Linked DNA regions of Zea mays: region 1 is linked to region 2. Evidence: chromatin contacts called from public Hi-C data. All regions are on one chromosome and are shown on one strand. The core of a region is the stretch at or near the end of the contact, and the rest is flanking DNA. Distances in the headings are between cores, read along the strand shown. Region 1 holds the start of LOC103630349 (pentatricopeptide repeat-containing protein At2g30780). Region 2 holds the start of LOC100283267 (transmembrane BAX inhibitor motif-containing protein 4).

Evidence for each region. A called contact is a pair of places that touch in the nucleus more often than the background predicts.
Region 1: a contact with region 2 is called in a Hi-C map of tassel, with 2.4 times the contacts expected there. The contact joins the promoter of LOC103630349 here to the promoter of LOC100283267 in region 2. A contact is called at or near these places in 2 of 25 Hi-C or Micro-C datasets (ear and tassel).

The regions. Positions count from the first base shown.
Region 1 is chr6:157,311,638-157,316,648 of Zm-B73-REFERENCE-NAM-5.0, forward strand. It overlaps LOC103630349 (pentatricopeptide repeat-containing protein At2g30780), which reads right to left and starts at 3,271. Exons shown (of 2, transcript XM_008651407.4): 1 at 1,584-3,271. The coding sequence starts at 3,185. The coding sequence ends at 1,587.
Region 2 is chr6:156,451,759-156,456,393 of Zm-B73-REFERENCE-NAM-5.0, forward strand. It overlaps LOC100283267 (transmembrane BAX inhibitor motif-containing protein 4), which reads right to left and starts at 2,140. Exons shown (of 4, transcript NM_001156405.2): 1 at 1,697-2,140. The coding sequence starts at 2,006. It also overlaps the pseudogene LOC100381762.

The sequences.
Region 1 (5,011 bases), core at 2,021-4,520, 860 kb after region 2:
TCAGACTGCTGTCAGCCTGTCACAGAACATGGACGAAGTAATCGTAAGGTATGGTTATAACCAACTGATTTGAGGACATAGTCTTCACAGACAAAGGTTTGTTTCAGGAAGGGTAAAGAAAAGTGAAAACAAGAAAATATGATTCATAAGCTTTTCATGAGCTCTAAAGTATACCCTATTAGAAAATAAGAATCAAAGGAATAATTCTTTATTGTAATCTCTTAGTGAAGAACTAATAAGAACATACAGCCCCTCTGGCAAAGACTGCTTAGAGAACCACAGATGCATGACAGAATTACAAAGAACTGTCTACGGTAGTGCTTCTACTTCAAACCTAATCATAATGTCATGAGGATGTAAATAGAACCTTACTATTTCTACATGGTTGTAACAAACGCGCTTGTGGGGTATTGGGGTAAACACCACTGAGGAATGGCAGACCATGACTGAAGTGGAAAGATTTGATGACAAAGATGAAACCATAGATTGGGGTGACCATAACATTTTAGCCGAGAAAAGACTAGCTCAGTCTTTTCTAGCTAGTTATAAAAGGGCTCCTTAATACTTAATCGAGATATAAACATGCATACATCATATATGATGTAAAATGGCAATAACTAAATAAACCTATCCAAATGAATGATCAGTAGCTACATTACTTATCACATAAGCATAGCAATTAGCTTGCAAACTAATTTAAAGCTGCACACCACAGTACACAAGTCTTCAGTAATCACTTGATGATAGTACCCTAAAGGTCCTAATAGGTTGCACAAAAAGCTTTCAAATGCATATCTTACTAGTATTTGACATTAAAAACACTCGTGCGTCAGTTTGGGTGTTGATATACTGAGAAAAAATAATCCTCCCAAAACTAGAATAATATGAGTCTCAATATAAAAGAAATTTCCCAGGGTGCAGTCAGCATTACAGAAGAAAACATTCCTCTAGTATCTACATGGTTGTGGTTGTGGTAGTTTCTGTTATATGTTACGAAAGGCATATATATCAACAATAAAGCCTAAATCCCAGATTATCCTGTCATAGAATCTAATATAGGGGACAAATATGTGAAGCCAGAGAAATCTGTTTCAGGCATCATTCTGTTCAGAATTAAGGGTCTTAAAGCTAAAAAATAAACATGATATGTCTGTCTGCTCATGAACTAAGTATCATGATTAACAAGATAAAATAAAAGATTTTTTTGTTGGTTTTAATGTCTTAGCTAACAGCTACAAACCTTACAGGTCCTTAGCCAAATAGTGCTTCAAGAACCTCAGGCGCTCCAGCACCATTAAAAAAACTTGTTATGACAATATCTGCTATGTCAGAAGTTAGAACCTTACCAAAATGTCAAATTTATGTTTATGTGGTACTTCTAAATTGCTCAATTCTCTTACTACACAGAAAACGCAGTAATACGAGTTGAAAATTTAGATATGCTGTAATCTAAAATCGCTGTCTAATTTTTCAAAATGCCAACATCAACAGTATAAGTGCAGCTATACAGATAATATATATAAAAGAAAAGCCACGTAAACATGGTGAATGCACTTAAATATTCAGAATGAGTATCAACTCACAAGTTATTGATCAGACATGTCGTCACGAACAGCAAACCCATGCTTCCACATCATGCCAATTATAGTGTTGGCTTCAGTCCTCCTACCACAACTAACATATGCCTTGTACATGATCCAAAATGTCTTCTTTGTTCGATCAAACTTCAAACATTCCATCTCATCGAGCACCCCATGCATCTCTTCCAACCGATAGTGCTTCCCATACATCACCATCTTGCAGTGGTACAAACTCCGGCACAGCTTCCAACCAGCATCTTCGGCCCGTCGGACAAAAAGTGCAAGTCTGTCAACCGCGTCATACTGAAAATAGTTACATATGATGGACCGCATCACCTTTACTGCGGTAACAATGGTATTGCGTTCCAATGCCTCAGAAATATACAGCTCCATCCCCTCGGTCAACCCCTCCTGAGCATACACCTTAATTAAGAGGACATTTAGCCATGGCCTGTAATCATCAGGACCCAACTTCTTGAGCAAATCCTCAATCTTTTGGATTCTACCTACATGGTAAAACTTGCAGTATGCGCACAGCATTGCACGTATATGCAAAATGTCAACCTTTATGCCAAGCTTGCAAGCACGCTCATAAGCTTGCTCCATTTTACAGATCATCCCGGCATGTGCATATCCTCTTAACATCAACTTATGCGTAGTAGCATCTGGAGCAACATGGAACGACACCATCTCCTGAAACGACGCTTCCATTTTGTCCCACATCCATGCGGTGAGGTAACCAGAGATGATTGCATTGTAAGTACCAATAGTGCGGGGTTGGCCAGAAGCGTCCAGCGACTGGAGCGTGCGCTCCATGTGGTCAACGAGGATGGAGCGACCGAACAGGGCGATGAGGATGTTGTACGAGTCCACGTTAGGCGGACCGCACCTGGGATCGCGCTCCAGCGCGTGGAAGACCTCGATGCAGTTGTCAAGGAGGCCGCTGTGCATGTATGCCGACATAAGAGCGTTGTAAAGCCCTAGGTTAGGGGAATGAATAGCGGTGCCGTCGGCAAAGAGCGCGGCCGCCGCGTCATGGTCTCCGGCGCGGCCCGCGAGCGAGATGGCGAGGGCAAACTCACTGATAGAGGGCACCGGGGAGAGCACACGGCGGAATGAGAATACAGCGAGCCCTAACCGAGGCCTGGACCGGAGCAGCGAGAGGAGCTCAAGTGACGCGAGCGGCGAGACGGCGAGGAGGGTAGGGAAGGAGTGGTCGTGGAGGGCGGACACCGGGTCCGGGTCAGGCCCCGGGAGCGCGGTGAGCGAGGTGGCGAGCAAGGAGACGGCGGCTCGGAGATGGGATGCGGTAAAGGGCGGGAGCGCCGGCGAGGTAGAAGAACAAGAGGCTGAGCACCACGTCCCGGCCGGATCGGGCGGAGGATGAAGAGGCGACGGGGAGTGCGGCGGCCAGGTGGAGGAGATCACGTCGGGTGGGACAGAGACGGAGGTGAAGGGCCTAGCGGTGGTGGCGTCGTAAAGGCAGCGGCGGCTTCGGAGCAGAGGGAGGAGGGAACAGGCGGGGCGGCGGGACATGGGAGGAGGCTGCGGCGGCGTAGGCCGGCGGCGGCGCGAGGGGTTTAGGCTAGGGAGGGATCCGCTCATCCGCGTGGGGAATGGACGGGGGAGGAGCGCAGGAGGCCAACATCGTCCTGGCGTGCTGGATGGGTTTCTTTAAGCGGGCCTATTTTGTGCGAGTCATGATTTCATTGCATAAAACGGTAGTTCGGCCCGTCCAGGTTGGTAGGCCGTGAAGAGACCAAACAAGTGACATGGACTTTAGCCCGTTTTTTGCGATTTAGGTTGGTTGGCCGCGAAGGGACCAAAAAATGGCATGGCTTTGTCCAATTTTTCGCGATTTGATTGATGAGAACAGCTAGCATTGACGATAGAGATGGCAATCGGGACCCAATTTCCCGCGGGGAATCCCTCTATAAGGATCTAGGGTCAATTTCCTGAATGTCATTCGAAAATACTCGTCCTTGTGTGTCACTGGCCCCCACATGTCATACACACACAAAAATGTACCTATATGCCACTCAGTGGCACACAACGAATGAGTATAAAATCTGATGGCATACCAGGAATTTTTCCAAGGATCTATCTCCGTTTCCCGCGGGGACACATTAAACTTACATATAACGATGTTTTCATATAATAGTTAATAATAAAAATAAATAATTGTCTTATCAAGTGATCACCCTTTATACAAATGTATTCATTTTAATGTACACATAATGATTTTTGACATCTAACAATGTGTTTAAGTGACAATATTTTACATTAATAATAAATAAAGTACGAATTAATTATAATTTAAGCGGAAACGGAGATCCCCGATAGGGATTTATCCTTACGAGTAATGGGGATGGGGAAGAAATGTCACTCGCAAACGTTCGTGTGGATCCTCGCGGAAAAAAATCGTCGCGAGAACGAGGATAGGGAGCTAAAACTCGGTGGGGAATTTCTCGTTGCCATAATATAGTTATCCCACTGTGGTTGTGGGAGAACATACAACACACTTCCTAGGTTGACTTTTCAACTCAAAAGGTCTTCTAAGTGTCAAAAGGTCTTTTTTGCATTAAATCATGAACCTTTTTGCACCAGTGCCACTGATCGCAACCTGGCAATGGTCGTCACATCTCCCATGGAATAAAATTTGGTCTTCAAGTTCTAAACAAGGCAGGTTTGCATGTAATAGTTTGCCTCCATGCTGCAAGATACAAAGCCATGAAACGGATTGTGATACAAGGTGCCCTATGCGCCATAGACTAGATGAGGTCGTGGGACAATTATTTCCAAGTGCAAGTATGCTCGTGAGGTGTGGAGAGAGCTTCTAATGGAGGAAAGTAGAATTACTACGTGTTGTCATCCTCAATGGAGGTACTCTGATGTATCTAGAGTTGGAAGAGATAGAAACTATTGCACTCTCTTATCACCTTTTGGTAGATTGAAAGGATTTATAGCTGGCTAAAGAAAAAAGTGATTAGCCTTTGAAGACAATAACGCAACTAGACACAAATATTAGTAAGAGGTGAGATTCCTGATAATTGTACATGCCTAGCCTAGCACTTTATGGAAAACCTTCTTACCAATTGTAGTGAACAAGGTAAAGAGCAAGCAACACTATTGCAAATAAAGCTGCTCGAGACAAATTGGTTAACTAGTCGAGTAAACAAAAGAGACAACTACTTGAATCACTTAACCAGTCGAGCTACAAAAGCACTACACCAGTGAAAACCATATGTTTGGTTTTGGTAATTGACAACACTAAATGGACTTTTGAGAAACCCTGATCCTGAAATAGGGTTGGACATTATATTAATAGACTTGGGATAGTTGGGTCAGACCCATTACAAGGGGCGAGAGGGTAATTACAAAGGGAAAGCCACAAACTCTAACGGGTATTCTAAGACCTCCGCAGTCGCAAC
Region 2 (4,635 bases), core at 890-3,389:
TAAGTGGTAGGTCAAACATGTTAGATGGAGGCAGCCACTAGGACGCCTATGTGAGACCATTTTCACTTTGTAACATGTTGCAACGTTAGGGCTGGGTTGAAAAATGGTCAAGAAAAATATTAAATTGGAACAAGAGAAATCGGTACCAATCCAACCTCAATTTTGTTGTGCAATTTGCCCATTTTAATGTTGTGCCACGGGTTTAACTAAACAAAAACTCATAGGGATGCAATTGGTTCCATATACTGCTTATTCATGTACCCACTGAAGTTCTCCAACACCTGACATCAAAGAGCCTCATTATACTTCTAGTATCAAATTCACAATATAGCTGAGAGACATTTTAGGACTAAAACACATTTCTCTTCTCCCAATTTAATATCCATTTTATCATTGGTAATACAACCGCGAGTCCAACAACATGTCTTCAGCACAATAGTGCTCATGTAAGCTTGTTGGTAACATGATGCAGAACATGTTAGACCAAGGCAAGTTACCATGTAGCCTGAACGAGATCATCTACTCATAACGTGTTGCAATACCATGATAGAATTGCCAAATATCAGTTGTACGCAATCATATAAACATTATTAAACTGACACAAGAGACAAGTGCAAAATAACATCCTTTAGTGTCCATAAATACAGTGGCGGACGCAGGACCAAAATTCATAGAGGGCCAAGAAGACTGCATGACAAAATCAAATAAGACCGTAAAAAAACTACTTTTGCATTAAATTCAGGTTTCATATCAATACAAGATAGAAGTTTAAAGAAGAAAACTATATGAACAATCCTTTCATATTTGATCTATTATCATATTGTTGGCTCATACTATCTATTTTAAGGCTAACAGTTTATTTTATAAAATATCAAACAATCCTTATCCTATTGTATTATTTATATTCAGAAAACTAAAAAATTTGGGGCCAAAAATTTGGATGCCCTGTGCTATTGCCCATTTATGCTGCACAGTAGACGAGCTTGCAAGTGCCGTACTGTCGTGACGACGATAAGCAGGGCGGGGCGCCAGGAAGGGGGCATCCGAACGGACTGGCTTGAGAAGCGTCAGAATGAATGAGGACGGCTGGATACATGCAAGGACTAGGTTGGGGAGGAGGACGAGATCGGATGGACTAGATAGATTCGACGATAAGGTCAAGAACAGGACTGTTTTAACTCACGCAAAACTTTTTTTTTCTATACTTAACAGTAGATGTACATTAGGTATAAGAGATTATAGATAATTGAGGGGGGGGGGGGGGGGGGCATGGCCTACTTTGCCCCCCTACACCTATGGATCCTCCCCTGCATAAATAATATGTGACTAAATTAAAGTACTAGACCTAGGAAGCCAATTGCCCCATACGGAACCTTAGTTTAGGCAATATCTATCCAGTAGCAAAGCAAAAACAATCTGAGCAGATTTCAGGTTCAACTTGGATCGGCTATATCCAAGATCTATATGGCAAAGTCCTGATCCAAACAGCTATTCATCATAAATAACGAGAAAACCTAGTAGGAGCACTGCATCGACCACTCTAGAATCTGGATCCAACCAACTCACCTAACTTATCGACAATTTGAGTAGTTTCAGCAACACATCTCCATAATCAATTGATGATGACCAGAAAAGAGTAGATTTGCCCACCCAGCACATCAAACCCCGACACCGGATGGAGAACACGGGCGCTTACGGATGAAGGGCAGGACGGCGAGCACGAGCGCGAGGCCCGGGGAGTCGGAGAGCGTGGCGTTGAGGGTGGGGTGGAGAACGGTGAGGGCGGAGACGGCGGTGGTGAGGAGCAGCTGCGCAGCGAGGATGCCGTAGACCTTGCGGACGAAGCCCCATCGGAGGGCGCTCTCCCCGCGCGAGATCCCCGGGTACAGCGTCTCCCCGGTCCCGGCCTCCAGGTCCACCACCGACGCCTCCACCTTCTCCTTCATCTCCGGCGCGCGGCGGTACCCCGCCGGCGCGAGGGGCTGCATCTCCGCCACCGATGCCATCTCTCTCTCCGACGGGGGTTGGGTGCGGTGCGGTGCGGGGAAGGGGAAATGCGGATTCTTCGCGCGAGACGCGGTTTGCGCGTAGCTGTGTACCTCCGTGGGGAGACTTTGTTGAGAGGCGGTTGGGGATTTTGTAGATTTGCTACGAGCACTTGTGAATCCTGCCAAACTTGTCCTCGGCCACTGAAAAGTAGGGCCAAATCGGGCGGAGGTGGGCGGAGCACTCAAACAAAAGCTCGTGCACTACGCGAGCCTAGGTAAGTTCCGTGCTCACAAATTATTATTTTTCTCATGAGAGAATAAAAACATCGACATGAAAAATGCTCTTGTAGCTGTAGTTGACCTTTGCATAAGTACTACTCCCTTCTGATTAAAGAAAGATGTGTCGCTTTGATCTCCTCCATATAGTTCAGATTAGTTCTTACCTATCAGAAACTTTTTGAACTTTGGTTTGGTCATATTGATAATATGTCAATATAAGATGATACCACGCTCCCGGTATTTTTTCCATAATAAATGGTTGGTCAAAACTCATTTTTCAAACCGCGTCAAAGATTTTACCTTTCTTATATGCTTATTTTTCATATGGTATCCAGTTCAGGGGTGTATACTAGCCTCTGGCCACCCAGCCTTGGCCCCGCGCTTAGCCCTAGAAAACTCTTATTCACCTCTCAATTTTTTGGCCCAACCGTCTCTTCTAACAGCCCATAGATCGACTAGTACGATCACATCTCCCGGCTGGTTTCGCCCCTGATCTAGTTTACTTTTTATGGCTAGTTTTTACTATGCATTTCATTTTGAACTAGGTGAATGCTCGTGTGTTGCAACGGAGACATAATATCATGGTAACTTATGTACATCTAGATAGTGTTAGGTAATACTTGAAAACAAACGATATATATATTATCTTCGATCTTAGTATCTTATAGGTATGTGCCCGTGCATTGCAACAAAACATAAATTTACATAAATTAACGAGCCTCTAATGGCTCAGAGCTCTAGTGACAGGCGATGCGAGCGCAATGGTAATGGAAACCCTCATGGGGAACAGTGTCTTGCAGAGGAGCGCGAGTCCGAGTGAGCCACCACTTGACGCCTTGAGCTCCATCGTCCTGTTGTGAGGATGCATTTGCCACGAGCTCCCTATATAAAACGGGTTGTTCAGATCATAATAACTAAAATAATAGCGTGCCAAAACTTTTACTGCTACGATTAAAGACTCAGACAATAATGAGAAAGCTAACAAATATCCTTATCTAATTGCCTCATTCTTCCATGTCAACATACGGAGGAGAATAGAATTGGTGTAATTGGATGAATGTATTGCATTGAGCCCTTTAGACAGTTTATATAGCATTACTTAGAAGATAAGACAACCCACGAATACATATGTCAAACTATGAGACACAACATCTAAACTACCAAATATTAACACATATGGCAGTCTACGAGACACAATATCTAAACTACCAAATATACTCTAACAATATACACGATGTACAGGATGACGATCCCCTTCAAATATGGTTTCTCATACATGGATGGTATATATGTAGACTCTGATCCAGGATAATAACATGTTTATTTTTGTAAAATCCGGACAGGAGGAAAGTCAAATGCTTTTGATGTTCCTTCCAAACAACTTTTGGAAGATAAATCAGGCAATCGGCAATATACAATAAAAACATGCTTAAATTATGAAAAGGAAGCCAAACAAATGTTAAAGTTACCTCGGCACAAGCTTTTGGAAGAACAAGGCGCCCTATGCGGCCTGCATCACTCGCACTCAGGACCTTCTCGAACAATGGAACGACTGTGGAATTTGAAATTGCAAAATATAGTCAAGGAAGATAAAAGAAAAACTATATCTGTTACACAAGAAATTTATGCACCATATTATACGTGTTTAAGCCTAATGAGCTATTCTAGAGCCTTGATGTATAAGTTACTAAATGTCTGAGATCAATGTCACCATGAAGTTGACGATTTCAAATGTATGGAGACCTTATCAAGGATACTCTCCAGATATTTGTTGCAGCTCTTGGTCTGTTATTCTTGGCCAATACCGAGGAAGTAATTGATTGCGACCCCTTCCTTCAGCAGGTGGTCTAGCAACACGAAGATGCGGAAACATGTCTCTAGTTGGATCAAAAGTTGCACCCTCACCAACCCTTGGTGGTCTGGTCGGGAAATGCCGAGCCCTTTGTGGGGGGACAGTGCAGTGGCAAGATCTCTTCCTTCAGCAATGGCTGTCGTTGGCGATAGCATAGGTCTTTCCGCTGTTGAAGTAGCCTCCATCCTGTTTCCATTGTTTGCAATACCTAGGTTCATGCTCAGACATGCCTCTGGAAACGATTCACTTGTTGTGCTATCTGTAGTTGGATCCTTATTGTCATCTCTTCGAGTACACTGAGGTGACTCTAATGCACTTTGAGACCTAGTTAGTAAAGGTCTTCCCATGTCCCCAATATTAAGGGTTGGTTGTTCCCATTTAATCTGCCTTGGACCATTCTCTATCTCTTTTTGTCTCAAGATGTTACTGCTCTGTCCAGCCTCTATGCCGCTTACCATGAACAAGTGATTACTCTTATTTACAATAGCAATATCATCATTTCTGGAATCCAACATA